Regions from separate parts of the Capra hircus genome. Here region 1 is linked to region 2. A link is a contact called in public Hi-C data. All regions are on one chromosome and are shown on one strand. The core of a region is the stretch at or near the end of the contact, and the rest is flanking DNA. Distances in the headings are between cores, read along the strand shown. Region 1 has its middle 25 kb from the start of RPL11. Region 2 has its middle 10 kb from the start of E2F2.

Evidence for each region. A called contact is a pair of places that touch in the nucleus more often than the background predicts.
Region 1: a Hi-C map of blood shows a contact between it and region 2, with 9 times the contacts expected there. The contact joins two enhancer-like sites. A contact is called at or near these places in 4 of 5 Hi-C or Micro-C datasets (blood and liver).

The regions. Positions count from the first base shown.
Region 1 is chr2:6,724,002-6,730,871 of ARS1.2, reverse strand. No RefSeq gene overlaps it. Among named protein-coding and RNA genes, the nearest start is that of RPL11, 25 kb to the left of the region's middle. Within about 2 kb of position 2,396, at least 2 of the 5 cell types and tissues checked have an H3K27ac peak or open chromatin away from gene starts, as enhancers often do.
Region 2 is chr2:6,633,696-6,641,309 of ARS1.2, reverse strand. No RefSeq gene overlaps it. Among named protein-coding and RNA genes, the nearest start is that of E2F2, 10 kb to the right of the region's middle. Within about 2 kb of position 2,624, at least 2 of the 5 cell types and tissues checked have an H3K27ac peak or open chromatin away from gene starts, as enhancers often do.

The sequences.
Region 1 (6,870 bases), core at 1,147-3,646, 90 kb before region 2:
ATAGGGGATACCGGTGCTTTCCAAGTGGATAACTAAAGAATTACCCAGTAGTAACTACCTGTGGGGAGAGGCAGTGACTGGGAGGGGTGAGAAAGAGAAGATTCTAGGGCGGGGTGCTGGTCGTGCTTATCATGTTTTTTCTTCGTCTGGGCTTAGGCTATGCTTGTAGGTTTATTTTGGGTCTATGCATTGAGCTGTACGCTTAGGATTTGTGTTCTCTTGTGTGTTTATTATATTTCAAGAAAAAGTTAAAAAGATAAATTGCACAGATTGACACATAACTCTATAAATGCTTTGAAACAAAACTCCAGGGTTATTGGAGACACTGGCTTTCTTCCCATGTTCCCTGGTTTGGAATGCTCTTGGGAGTTTAACATAAAACTGTGAACCTTGCCTTGAAGTTTGGGGGAGGAAAACTGTGTAAATAATTCAGCTTTGTTTATTCATTATGTCGGATCCACTGAGTTCCTTCCTCTCTTCTGGGATTCCATCTCTAAGAAGATGTGCTTGTTGCTTTTTTTTTAAAGTATGTGTTTTACACATACTCGTTGTAACAATAACAACTACTCACATCTATCGAGCACTTTGTTTCAGGAACCTAACAGATACTACTTCATTTCGCGCTCACTGCAGTCCTATGGGGAGCTTCCCAGGTGGTTCAGTGGTGAAGAATCCGCCTGCTAGTGCAGGACACCCGGGAGACGCAGGTGCAATCCTTGGGTTGGGAAAATGGCAACCCACTTCAGTATTCTTACCTGGGAAGTCTCACGGACAGAAGAGCCGGGTGGGCTACAGTCCAAGGGGTTGCAAAGAGTCAGGCACAACTGAGCAACAGAGCACGTGTGGGCACGCACGCGCGTGCACACACACACACACACACACACAGTCCTATGGGGAAGTTTTTATTGTATCCCAATTTATAGAAAATGAAGAGGCTCAGAGAAGTAAGGAGCTTGTCAACCTTGCCCGGTAAGGACTGCCATTAGCTGCAGAGTCAAGAACCTGATTGCTGTAAACATCCTCACACCACCCCTCCCCCTCTTTATGCTCCAGCTTTACTGCCTACTTCCTGCTCTGAGCCTCCCATGGGGTTTCATGCCCCCTTGCCTTTGCACATGCTCTTCTCTCTCTCTGGAGTGTTCTTTCTCCTTCTTGGCCGAGCAAACTCCTATTCATCCTTCAAGACCCTGTTCAGCTTACACTCATTCTCTTTGAGCCAGTCACCCAGCTTTCAGTCAAACCTGTCCTCAGGCGTGTCTTTCCCGCCTCGGTGCCTCGTAGAAGCACTATCGTTGAACCCAGCACTTGCTAGTGTGGATTTTCGTGTGTCTGTCTCACCGAGAGACAGAGAGACAGACTGAGAGCTCTCTGTGGCCTCCTTTCCTTTTTAAATATTTACTTGTCTGCACCAGGTCTTGGCTGCAGCATGCGTGATCTTCAGTCCTGGCAGGCAAACTCTATAAGTCGTGGCATGTGGGATCTAGTTCCCTGACCAGGGATCAAACCTGGGGGCTGCTGTATTGGGATCGTGGAGTCTTAGCCTCTGGACCACCAGGGAAGTCTCTGTGGCCTCCCATTCCATCGCAGCACAGGGCCTGGCACCTGTGAGTGATCAGAATATGCTGAGCTGAGCTGAACCAACTGCAGCGAGTCTAAGATGCTGATCCTTCCTCATGACACAGCAAAGGGAAAGAGGCTGCTGACCAGATAATACAAATATGTGGCAGCGTGGTTAGGGACACCCGCTCTGTAGCCAGACTGTCTGGGTTTAAATCCCAGCTCCACCCTTTATACCTGCTGTGTGCCCTGCTGTGCCCGAGACGCCTCTTCTTTATGACAAAACAGGCACAGCCTTGAATGAGGATTAAGGGATTAATGCTGGTGAAGTGTGAAACATATACCTGGCACACAGGAAGTGCGATGAAGATTAAGTATTCATCCTGGGAGGGGCAGACAACAAGAGGATGACTCTTCATTGTTTGGTGTTAGTGGCATTGGTAACTGAACTGTGCTCTGGACCCTATGTAATCGCGCTGCAAACTCTGAAATAGATGCTATCAGTATCCTCCTTTCCAGATGAGGCGGCTGAGGCTCGCCTGCCTCTTACAGGTGAACAGCGGCATCCGTCTGACTCCGTCCACTGCCTTCTCCCCACAGTCATTTTCTCCCTAAGCGTTCCTTCCCGATCAGGTATGGGAGTGGGGGGCTGGGGGGTTCTATTTCTATTGCCACTGTCCCCAGGAACGCTGCAGGTGACAGTCTCAAGAGCAGTACCTGGCCAGGTGCTGGAGGGGTAGCCTGGCCCATAGTCCCAGGATGGGCTGCTGAACCTCCTCGGTTTCCCCAGGAAGGGGTTAGGCAAAGAGGGGCCCAGCCATCTGGGGTGGCAGGGGAGAAGGGAGACCTGCTTCTTGCCTTCTCCAGACTTTCCTTCCCAGCAGCCTTTCGGGGAAGCCAGCCCAGCGCAGAGGCGCTATCTCAGGGCCCCCAGATGCGCCCCACCCCGTGCTACTCCACGAGAGGCCACTGCAGAGGGGACTATATGTGTCCTGGTGGCTCCCTGCTACCAATCGGCCCAGTGTAGCTTGGGTCTCCTTGCCGCACGCCCTCACAACAAACCTGGCCTCCCCAGCCTGCGCCCAAACCCACGAGCTTCATTCATTCACTCACTTTTTCAGCAGGTGTTTACCTGATGCCAGGACCACATGTGAGGTTTTGTGTAAAGTGTTGGGGAAACAACAGGAGTCAAGACCATTAACTTGACCCTCATAGGCGGGAGAACAGGGTGGGAAGACGGATATGAAGCAGACCCAGTGGAACCTGGCTTGATGAAACTCCAATGAACCCACTCGAGGATTAACCACCACCCTCCATTCTCTCAGTAAAACCCACAGCCTGGAGCTCAGGAGACAGTGTTCAAGGCCAGTGGGTCTCTCTGCCATCTGTCCCACATGTCTAGTTTTATCTAGAGTTTTGGTACCTGTCCATTACCAATCCCCATTGGGTCAGAAGCAGATGTGTATTTACTGATTTAAATATAAAGAGTTAAATATAAAAGTTATGACTAACCTAGACAGCATATTAAAAAGCAGAGACATTACTTTGCCAACAAAGGTCCATCTAGTCAAAGCTATGGTTTTTCCAGTAGTCATGTATGAATGTGAGAGTTGGACTATAAAGAAAGCTGAGCGCCAAAGAATTGATGCTTTTGAACTGTGGTGTTGGAGAAGACTCTTGAGAGTCCCTTGGACTGAAAGGAGATCCAACCAGTCCATCCTAAAGGAGATCAGTCCTGAATATTCATTGGAAGGACTGATGCTGAAGCTGAAACTCCAATACTTTGGCCACCTGATGCAAAGAACTGACTCATTTGAAAAGACCCTGATGCTGGGAAAGGTTGAAGGCGGGAGGAGAAGGGGATGACAGAGGATGAAACAGTTGAATGGCATCACTGACTCAACGGACATGAATTTGAATAGACTCCAGGAGTTGGTGATGGACAGGGAGGCCTTGCATACTGCAGTCCATGGGGTCACAATGAATCAGACAAGACTGAGCAACAGAGCTGAACCACTAACACACAGTATGAGTGCTCAACAGGAGAAATATTGCAAGTGTATAACGGGGATCTGATGCCATTTTAGCAATGCTGGAGGGCTTCCCAGAGGAGGTGACTTTTTTTTTTTTCAATTAAAAACATTCTTTACTTATTTTGGCTGTGCTGGGTCTTTGTCGGTGCACCCAGGCTTTCTCTAGCTTCAGCGAGCAGGGTTTCCTCTCTAGTTGTGGTGCCCGGGCTTCTCATTGTGGAGGCTTCTTTTGTTGCAGAGCAGGGCTCTGGGGTGCGTGGGCCTCAGTATTTGTAGCACTCGGGCTCCAGAGCACTGGCTCAGCAGTTGTGGTGCACGTGCTTAGCTGCCCTGTGGCATGCAGGATCTTTCTGGACCAGAGGTTGAACCCATGTCGCCTGCATCAGCAGGTGGATTCTTAACCCCTGGGCCACCAGGGAAGCCTGAGGAGGCGACTTTCAAGCTGGGAAGGGTGATGAGGAGTCGGCCCAGGTGTGGGGCCTTTCAGGCCCCTCACCAAACCCACCTTGCTCAGCCACAGTCAGACAGCACATGCTCCAGAGCCGTCACCAAGGTGTGACAGCCATCTCTCAGCCACTCTCCCTCCCCATCACACATTCAGACACACGGTAACAAGACCCCTCCTCCAGCAGCAGGACCATTTGCCCCCTGCTCCCAGCCTGACATCTGGATAGCCCGTCTGCTTTCCATCAATCCCTTCCTCCCGGAGTCACACTTCCTGTGTTCAGATTCCCATGTCAGATTCGCTTGTGCATAACCTCGGGCAGGGCGCATCACTCCAGCCCCCCGATACTGCTGCTGCTCGGTGTAAATGAGGGGTAAGTCATCCTTCCCACCTCTCAGGATCATCGAGAGGATTAAGGGTGATGTCCCCCCAAAGCACCTACCTCCCGTCTGCCCCTCAACAGTGGTAGCTCAGCTTAGGGCCCTCGCTGTCTTTACCCCTCACCCTGGCCTGGCTCTGACTGCTCCCTTTTGCCTTCTGCAGGGCCTCTGTCTCTGCCTCCCTCCTAGCTCACTGCCTGCCCCCCACCCCCGCCACCTTCTACCCACCCTCCCTTCTTTTTCTCCCTTTCCTCCTTCCTGAAACTGAAACCAGAAGATCTGAGGGGCTGGGGAAGGAGGAAGGGACAGCCATTTCCCAAGGTGGAGGGGCTTCTGCCTAGAAAGCCCCATGCAGAGCCTGGGGTGGCCTCTGCAAGGCGTCGTCCCACAGGGACAAACCTGGGCAGGCCGGGTCACTACCTGACTAGATTCCCATCTGTGAGCCAGAAAGAGAGGGGATTGGCCTAGACGCCCTCCGGGGGACACTCTGGGAGCTAAGGCCACACTGGGGTGGAGGGAAGGGCAGCTGCGGTGTGAACGGCATCTCACGGACACGGATTTGAATCCAGGGTCCTCCTCTACTTCTCGGCGACATCTTGGAGAAGCACTTCCCCTCTCTGAGCTCTGGGCTCCTCGTGGTGAACTGGAGCCAACTAACAATCCCTGCCCATTAGCCTCCCAGGACGGTTGGGAGGACACAGTGCTGAGAAAGCGGGGCAGAAAAAGAATTGCGCTGGGAAGGAGCCAGTCAAGTTCCACGTTTGGCCAGCAGGTGGGGCCATCGTAGCGCCCGCCTCTCCGCCCCTCGCCTCCCTGCAAGCAGGCTCCCGGGTCAGAGCCTAACGGCGGCCTGCCTCTGCTTGGATGGAGATGTTTGCCGAAGCAGGCAAAACTGAGTCTAGAGTGTTTGTTAAGAGTCAGACTTTGGAGCTGACAGATCCAGACTGGACTGATTCAGTTCAGTTTGGTTCAGTCGTTCAATTGTGTCCAACTCTTTGCGATCCCTTGGACTGAAGCACGCCAGGCCTCCCTGTCCATCACCAACTCCAGAAGCTTACTCAAACTCATGTCCATCGAGTCGGTGATGCCATCCAACCATCTCATCCTCTGTCGACCCCCTCTCCCCCCACCCTCAATCTTTCCCAGCATCAGGGTCTTTTCCAATGAGTCAGTTCTTCTCAGCAGGTGGCCAAAGGACTGATTCTACCCATTTAATCAAGGCAGTGTGACTTTGGGTAACTGGCTTAACCTCTCGGAACCTCAGTTTCCCCATCTAAAGAATGCTGATGGCATCTTTCCTTCGGGGGTTGTCTGATTCCATCTAGGATGATTGGTTGATTCCATCTAGGATGAAAGTCTTCTGCAGGGGGTCAGTGTTCAGCGATGCGATCAGTACAGCTGGCTTCAGAGAGGCGCCAGCTGCCCTTCCCTCCCAAGTGGCCCAGATTCAGCCACTCTCCGCTACCTAGGTCCAGCTGCACCAGACTTCACTCCTGCTGTCTGTGTGGAACATTCTTCCCATCCAGGTTTCCTGACTTCCTAAAAAAGTTGAGACTTCCCCACCCCCCAACCATATGTTTAAACTTTACTGAGCTCTAATTTATATAACATAAAAATCTAACCATTTTAAGTGTACAATTTGATAATTTTTAGGAACTGTTTCCCCACCACCACCACAAACATTGATTCTGTTATTGAATCTTTGAGTATAAGCCAGAGAAGTAAGCAAAAAGCTGGCAATAGACCATATGACGTCTTCTCTTCCAAGGGAGGGATGCAAGGCAGCGCTCAAGACTTTACTTTCCAAGCCGTGTGTCTCAAATTCAACCTCTCTCCAGAGTCCTGAACTCGCTCTCCAGAGCCCCATTGGACATCGCCACATGGCTACCCACGGTCCCTCTCATGCAGAGCACCCCCAGCCAAACTCATCATCACCTCTCCCTCCTTCACCTGTTTCATCACTTCCCACTTCTCTCTTCTTGGCTTCTTCAGACCAGCAATCCCACCCGTGTTCTCAGCACTTTGCTCAGGACCTGGCACTTAGTAGGTGCTCAACAGAAGAGTGCTCTCTGCATGAATAAAATAATCAGTATCATTCAGTCCCTCAAGTTTGATTGCTCTCCCATCATATCCTGCCTGCCAGCCACCCTGTTAAATGGAACCTGGAACTGTCCGGTTGGGGTCCACCCCTGCCCAAGCCTTAGAGCTCCTGCCCTCCACTGTTCCGGTGGCCTCTCCCCTACCTGTCTCCCGATCCCCTCTGGCTTTTCTCCCCCTGTGGTCCTAGAGTGACTTTCAAAAAACCACATCCGATCTCAACATCCTCATCCTAAGAACATGCTGCCTATTCTAAATAAATTCAGATCCCCCAGCTGAACAGAGGCAGCCCTTCAGTGTTTGGTCCCAGCCCATCTCTCCAGCCTCGGCCTCATCCCTCTTGCCTCTCCAACTCTTC
Region 2 (7,614 bases), core at 1,375-3,874:
TGATTCACTTTGTTGTACAGCAGGAATTAACACAACATTGTAAAGCTTATATTCCAATAAATAAATAAAAGTAATTAACACAAAAATAAAAAAAACTGACCTGGGAGGAAGCCCTGGCTCCAGCTCTTAACCTGAGTATCAGAGCCCAGGTCTCAGTCCTGGTTCTCTCCCCTCCTTGCTGTGCAACCCTGGGCACCTCACTCCACCTCTCTGAGCTTTGACTTCCCATCTGTGAAAGGGGGCGGACCTTTCAAGGTTGTGAGGATTAGAGAAGTGAACAAAAAGTGCCTGGCACATTGTCATTGCTCCCTATATGAGAGCTCTTCAAAGCATGTTGTTTTTTTAACTCAGTAAGAGCTATCTTTTTATATTCTTTAATAAAACAGGGTTATGATCTGGGTGCCTTATGTAATTAATACCCTTTATTGATTTTTAAATACATCTGTTAATCCAATAAAGGTGGTTTTCCTCCTAAAATTATTTTCTTTCCTAATTTATTCATATTTTACAATGTCTGGGCAAGTCATTGGACCTCACTGAGCCTCAGTTTCCGTATTTCTAACATGGGAGAAATGCCTTCCTCATGAGGCTGTTTGGAGAATTCAGTTGAGATGGCGTATGTAAAAGTGCTTTGTACACTGTCAAGTCCAATAACTGTAAGAGATTATTTTTTGCACCCTCCTTCCCTTTCAGTAGGCTGAATTCCTCAAAGACAGGAGGGAGTTTTATTTACCTTTGTATCTCCTGTGTTGAATGTGTAGTAATAAATTTAATAGTAGCATTTATGGTGATAAGAACTTTCATTTCCTGGACACTTGTATTGTGCAAGACTCTGGACTGAGTGCATCTTAATGGAAGGATGAGTGATAGACGCTTAAAAGTTTTGATTCCCTCTGCTGGGAATTGTTTTAGTTTTCTCTTGAGCAAGTTCTGCCTTCCATCCTGCAGACAAATTATTTTTATTCTTGGGCCTCATATGTTGTTTGGCCAATCTAGTCGAACAGCACTGTTTAGTTTCCTTATCTATAAAATGGGGCTAACGATCAACTTAACCTCATATAAAAGTGTCCCATAAATGACAGTAACTTTCCCTTACCCCTTCCTTTCCTCCCCCCTAGACACACCCTTTCCTTGGAGAGGAAGGTGATGACAGAACAAGATGATGAAACTGGGGGGCAGAGAGCTGAGTCCCTTCATTTCTCTGTGCTTTTTTGTTTTGTTTTGTTTTGTTTTGCCCATGCCCCTTGGCTTGTGGAGGGGGGGTCCTTAATTTTCTCACCAGGGATTGAACCCTCACCCTTGGCAGTGAATGTACAGAGTCTTAACCACTGGGCCACTAGGGAATTCCCTCTCTGTGCTTTTGTTTCTTTTTTTGATCAGGGTGGCAGGTCTTCTTGGAATAATTGCCTGATTCTGAGACCCTCCATGTCCAGCCTCCTAAATAACCTCCCCTTTCTGCCATAGCACCAAAGATTTAACTCATCTGGATGTCACGTGCCGGCTGTGATCATGTGTTGTATATTCCAAGTGCCTTTAAGTCCTGGAAGGCAGAGTGGTGTGTTAGGGTTTGACTTCTATTTTTCTAAGCATTTTCTTATCATCTCATCTCATCCTTTATAAACCTTTCAAAGTCCCCAAGCCACACATGGGGCAGCTGAGGCCCTGAGAGGGGAAGGGCCTTGGCTAAGGCCACAGACTGAGTGACAGCCAGTCCTGCGAGCTGAGGCATGCTCCGAGTCCCTCGGAGCTTAGGGACTCCCTGAGCCCCTTGATACCAGGCTTTGTGCTTGACGCTGCCTCACAGAAATATTATGAAGTCGCTGCTCCCCGCCACTTTCCCGATGAGCAAACTGAGACCCAGGCAGGTAAAAAGTTATTTCTCGAGTTGGAATCATGATGTAATCAGGGCCAATTCTAAACTGTGTGCTTTTTGCCCAGTACCCCGAGACCTCTGCAGCTGTTGTTTCAGGGCCCCGAAGATGGCTGCTCCCAAGGCTCTAGCAGTGTGTTGGACCCTAAAGCAGGGAGTGATTGCCAAGGCTGACCCCTATGCCCTGCTCTCTCAGCCCCAGCAGCCCCGGGGTCAAGGGATTCACAGAGCAGGGCCCAGGAGGACCCTCCTGCAGCAGTGATCTGCATGGAGTGTCCACACGCACCGCCCCCCCCCCGCCCCGCCCCAATCCCTAAAGCCCATTGTCTCCCCAGGAGACAATACAGATAAAGGACCCAGCCTAGTGGGCTGCCTGCATCAATCTGTAACCATGGAAACCTGTAGGGAGACAATTCCAAAGCCCCTCCTGTCGCCCTCCACCCTGCAGCTGTGGCTCCAGGAGCCCAGCCTCCAGCAGAACAGGCATTGCTAGTAATCGCTGCCCCCCACCACGGCCACCCCCAAATGGGACACAGCTAGGCTCCCCCCAGCATACATCCTCCCAGAACTGGTGTTGGCAAAGGGTCTTTGGATATGTTTAAGGTCTATACCTCATTTAATCTGCAGGAAAGTTAGTTCCATCAGGTTCTGCATCGGCAAGATGTCACTGATCGCAGGGTCGGGGCCCAGGGCAAAGGTCTCTATAGAATTCTTAACCATCCAGCAGTCAACCAGGACCCAGGAAGGTATTAGGTCTTCAGCGCATGACTTCCCCCTGGTGGCCAATTGCTGCAATTGTCAGTTTCGACTTGAGTAGCCAAACTTGTTACCTCTTTTTCCTTGGTATCTAGTGTGTTCCAGATGCCCACGTACATTTGATCTAATTCTCACAACCACTCTGTGATGTGGGTGTTCTTACCCTCCTTACACATGCTGAAGCCAAGGCTTTCAGATGGCATGCAGAAGGAAGCAAAGATAGCAGAGGGGTTGAGAGGGTGAATCCAGACCGCCCTGGCTCAAAACCAGGCATCACCAGCCTGATGATCTTGAGAAAAGTACCCGAGCTCTGAGTCCGATTCATATTTGTAAAGCAGGAGTGATAACAATACATACTTCATAGCGATGTTACTAGGATTATATAAAACAAGATTTATAAGCCTTCAGAACAGTGATTGGCGCATAATAAGTAAAACCCTGTGCCTTGACACGTCTTAAGCTGTGTGCCTTCAGGAGTATCGTTGAGCTTCTGGCCTCAGTTCTTTCACCTGGGCGTGTATGTGAGCTCAGTCACTGCAGTCCTGTCCGACTCTTTGTGACCCCAAAAGTCTCCTTTGCCCATGGGATTCTCCAGGCAAGAATAACGGAGTGGATTGCTATGCCTCCTCCAGGGGATCTTCCCAATCCAAGGATTGGCCCGCACCTCCTGCGCCTCCTCCATTAGCAGGCAGATTCTTTTACCCACTGAGCCACCCGGGAAGCCCCTCTTTCACCTGTACAGTGGGGCTAATCGTGGCTTCCTCTGAGGACTATCGTGGTAACTAAAGTGGATTTGAGGTATGAATGTACTTGCTTTGCTACTATTAGCATCATTTTTTTTTTTAATCTGCCTTTTTGGGGAGGGCTGATCATGGGGGCAGAGGCATGGGCGGAGAGATGCTACTCTGTCAACAAGCCAGGAGGAGATACTTGAGAATTCTGGTCCCTGCAGTCTCTCTGGTTTGCAGAGTCACAGGGCCTCTGACAGTGGCCAAGGACCTTTCTGGGAAGAGACTGGGAGTGGCCTCTCAACTATTCCAAGAATCTTCCACTGAGTTCATTTCAATCAGCGGTTCTCGGGCTTCTACTCTGCAAGGAACACTGGGCTGAATATGGGGGTGCGACAATAAAGAAGACAAGGAGTGACTTAAATCTGGGGGGAGGGACAGAACAGAATTACAGTGTGAGATGATGACAGGCTGAGATCCCCTACAGGAAGTGTGGAGCAGGGGTCAGAGTCAGCATCTGAGAAACGGGTGCTCTAAGCTATCACCGCTCACACTCACAGTGCGGCCAATACCACTCAGACTCCATAGACTGAATGCCTTGTTTATTTCAAAATAGTTCTGAGTCTTATTTTTTATGTTAGTAGTTGATCTGGATTTTTGATATTGCTGTCCCAGGTTTCAATTCTATTCAGCTGAAGGGTTAAAACACACTCAATTTTTTTAAAATTAGTTTTATACTGGAGGATAGTTGATTAACAATGTTGTGTTAGTTTCGGATGTATAACAAAGTGATTCACGTATACATACACGTGTAGCCATTCTTTTTCAAATTATTTTCCCATTTAGGTTATTACAGAATATTGAGGAGTGATCCTTGTGCTATACAGTAGGTCCTTGTGGGTTATTTATTTTTATCTTTTTTTAAATTTTATTTTTTGGCTTCCCTGCAGAGCATGTGGGATCTTGGTTCCCAGGCCAGGGATCAAACCCATGCTCTCTGCAGTGGAATCACAGAGCCTCTGGACTGCCAGAGATCTAGGCAAGTCCCTGGCTATCTGTTTTAAGTGTTATATACCAGTGTGGACATGTCAGTCCCAAGCTCCCAATCTCTCCCTCCCCCAGTTAGCCCGCTTCCCCGACTATAACCATACATCCATTCTCGAAGTCGATGAGTCTGTGTCTGTTTTGTAAATAGTTCATCTGTATCTATTTTTTTTTAGATTCTGCATAAGTGAAGTCATATTTGTCTTTCTCTGTCTGACTTACTTCACTTAGTAGGATAATCTCAAAAAGTCCAGCCAGGTTGCTGCAAGTGGCATTATTTCATTCTTTTTAAAGACTGAGGAATATTCCATCGTTTACAGGCACCACATCCCCTTTAACCACCCATCTGTAGATGGAAAATACACCCATTTTATTGAGTGTAGTTTGAGATCACCTGTGCATGGGGGGTATATACAGCATTCTCTATGGCTTGTGTATCTGAGAAACTTGTGTCTGAGAGCAGACCTTTTTTTTTTTTCCTGGAGTGAGAGGTGGGGAGAAGCCCAAGCAGAGAGAATAATGTGGGCTAACAGGGAGAGCAGGGAGGTCAGAGGGAGTGTCAAGAGAAGAGTGTTTTATCAAAGCCTAAGGTTGTTGTATGAAGGAGGCTGAAGATCTGAGGGACTTGCAGGGGGTGGGCTGGCCAGGCCATGCCGGGGAGCTATTTGCAAGATCATAAGCTAGAGAGTGACAAGACCAGGTGTGTGTTTTAAAGAGTTCCTTTGGGAAAAGGAGGGAATAAACTGAGAATCACAAGACTCGTAGGTTGTGTTTCCCCAAATTCCTCTGGGCACCTCTGCTGGGACCTGAATCCGATTGCCCTCCTCCAATGAGACCGAACATCTGTGAAAAACATCTTCAGGGCCTGGAAACATCTGGAAAGAATTTGGCCAGTCTGGTAGCCCTGGGCTTCCCAGTGGGCCGCATCTTTCGCATTCTTTTTCTCCTCCCCAAGTCTGTAGGGGGTTGGTTCATTGATTAATAGGTATTATATAGCTTTGCAGGCTTCTGGTAGGTACAAGAGTTCACCTCTAGGTGGCAGCCTTACCCCTTTAACCCCACCAGCTTCCACCTGGAAAGGCCAGAGAGAAGGGACATGATCTAATTTGAAGGTGGGCAACCACCCTCTCAGGTGCCCATCATTACTTCCATTTTTTAGTTGAGAAAACTAACGGCTCTGAGAGGTGAAGGCACCAGTCCAAAGTCACCAGATAGGTGGGCATAGCGGAACTCAGTTTCTCTGAGCCTCAGTTTCCTCATCTGTAAGATGAAACCAATCCACCCCCGGCAACACTGATCGACTTTCTGTCCCTGTGAAAAAGGTGAAAGTGTTAGTCGCTCAGTTATGTCTGACTGTTTGCGACCTCCTGGACTGTCCGTGGAATTCTGCAGGCAAGAATACTGGAAAGGGTTGCTGTTCCCTTCTCTAGGGGATCTTCCCAACCCAGGGATCAAACCTGGGTCTCCTGCATAGCAGGCAGATTCTTTTTACCGTCCGAGCCACCTGGGAAGCCCTACCCATGTGTGGGGGTCACGAACAGCATCCTCTTATGGCCTGTCTCCACTGGAGAAGCGTGGCACTAACATCCTTATGTCGGAATGGTTTCTGTCCCTATAGATTTGCCTATTCTAGACATTTTACCTAAATATAATAATGTAGTATGGAACCTTTTGTGTCTGGTTTCTTTCACTTAGCATAATGTTTTCAAGACTCATGCAGGTGGTAGCAGATATCAGTAGTTCATTTCTTTTTGGCTGAATGATATTCCTTTGGATGGATATACATTTGTGTATCCATTCATCAGCTGATGGACATCTGGGTTGTCTCCATGTTTTGCTCATTGTAAACACTGATGCTGTGAACACCCAGGTATATGTTTTCGTATGAACATGGGTGTATATCTAGGAGTGGAACCCTTGGGTCATATCATAACTCTATCCTGAATATACATTGGAAGGACTGATGCTGAAGCTGAAGCTCCAACACTTTGGCTACCTGATGGGAAGAGCCAACTCATTGGAAAAGACCCTGATGCTGAGAAAGATTGAAGACGAAAGCAAGGGGTGGTAGAGGACGAGATGGTTGGATGGCATCACTGACTCAATGGATATGAATGTGAGAAAACTCCGGGAGATATCGAAGGACCGGGAAGCCTGGCGTGCTGCAGTCCATGGGATCACAGAGTCAGACCCAGCTTAGCAAGTGAACAGCAATAATGGTAGCTGTGTATAACTTTTGGAGGAACTGCCAAACTGTTTTCCAACATGGCTACACCAATTTACATTCCCACCAGCAATATATGAGGGTTTTAATTTCTTCATATCCTGGCCAAAACTTGTTACTAACATTCTTCTTGATTGTAACCATTCTAGAGGGTATGAGTCTTGTGATTTGGATTTTAACTTACTTAATGATTAATGATACTGGGCACCATTTCATATGCTTACTGGCCTCTATGTCTTTTCTGGAGAACTGTTCATTCAAATCTTTTATCTTCTCAATTCACTTTGGTAATATTATGCCCAACACACACAACACATTCATGTACCAACCTGGATTTTCTTCAGCTATCATAGTAACTAGATGAGGAATCCATGATTTGTCCCATTTCTCAGGTGAAGAAACTGAGGCCCAGAGTAGTGGCATGATATGCCCAAGAGGCCACAGCTTACAGAATGTCAGGGCCCAGAGTTTTATTTACTTGACAAATACTCATATAGCATTTACTATGTGCCAGTCCAGAGAACCCCTGAACCTCACATTTCAACAATTTCCCAGTGAAACTATCGTTATCAATAGAACTTCTCTGCTTCCCTGAAGCAGCAACTTATTGCTTTTCTTTAAAAAAAATGACTCATTTTTTAGTTGTTAAGTCACGTCCAACTCTTTTGCAACCCCATGGACTGTAGCTCACCAGACTCCTCCTTCCTTGGAATTTCTCAGGCAAGAATGCTGGAGTGGTTGCCATTTCTTTCTCCAGGGGATTTTCTCCACCCAGGGGATCGAACCCATGTCTCCTTGGCAGGCAGATTCTTTACCTCGGAATCACCAGGAGTGCCCCCCCCCAACTCCTTTTTTAAAATAACGTTTTTTCTCCAGTTACCAAAGTGTGAAAGTGTGAGTTGCTCAGTCGTGTCCAACTCTTTGTAACCCCAGGTACTATACAGTCCATGGCATTCTCCAGGCCAGAATACTGTAGTGGGTAGCTGTTCCCT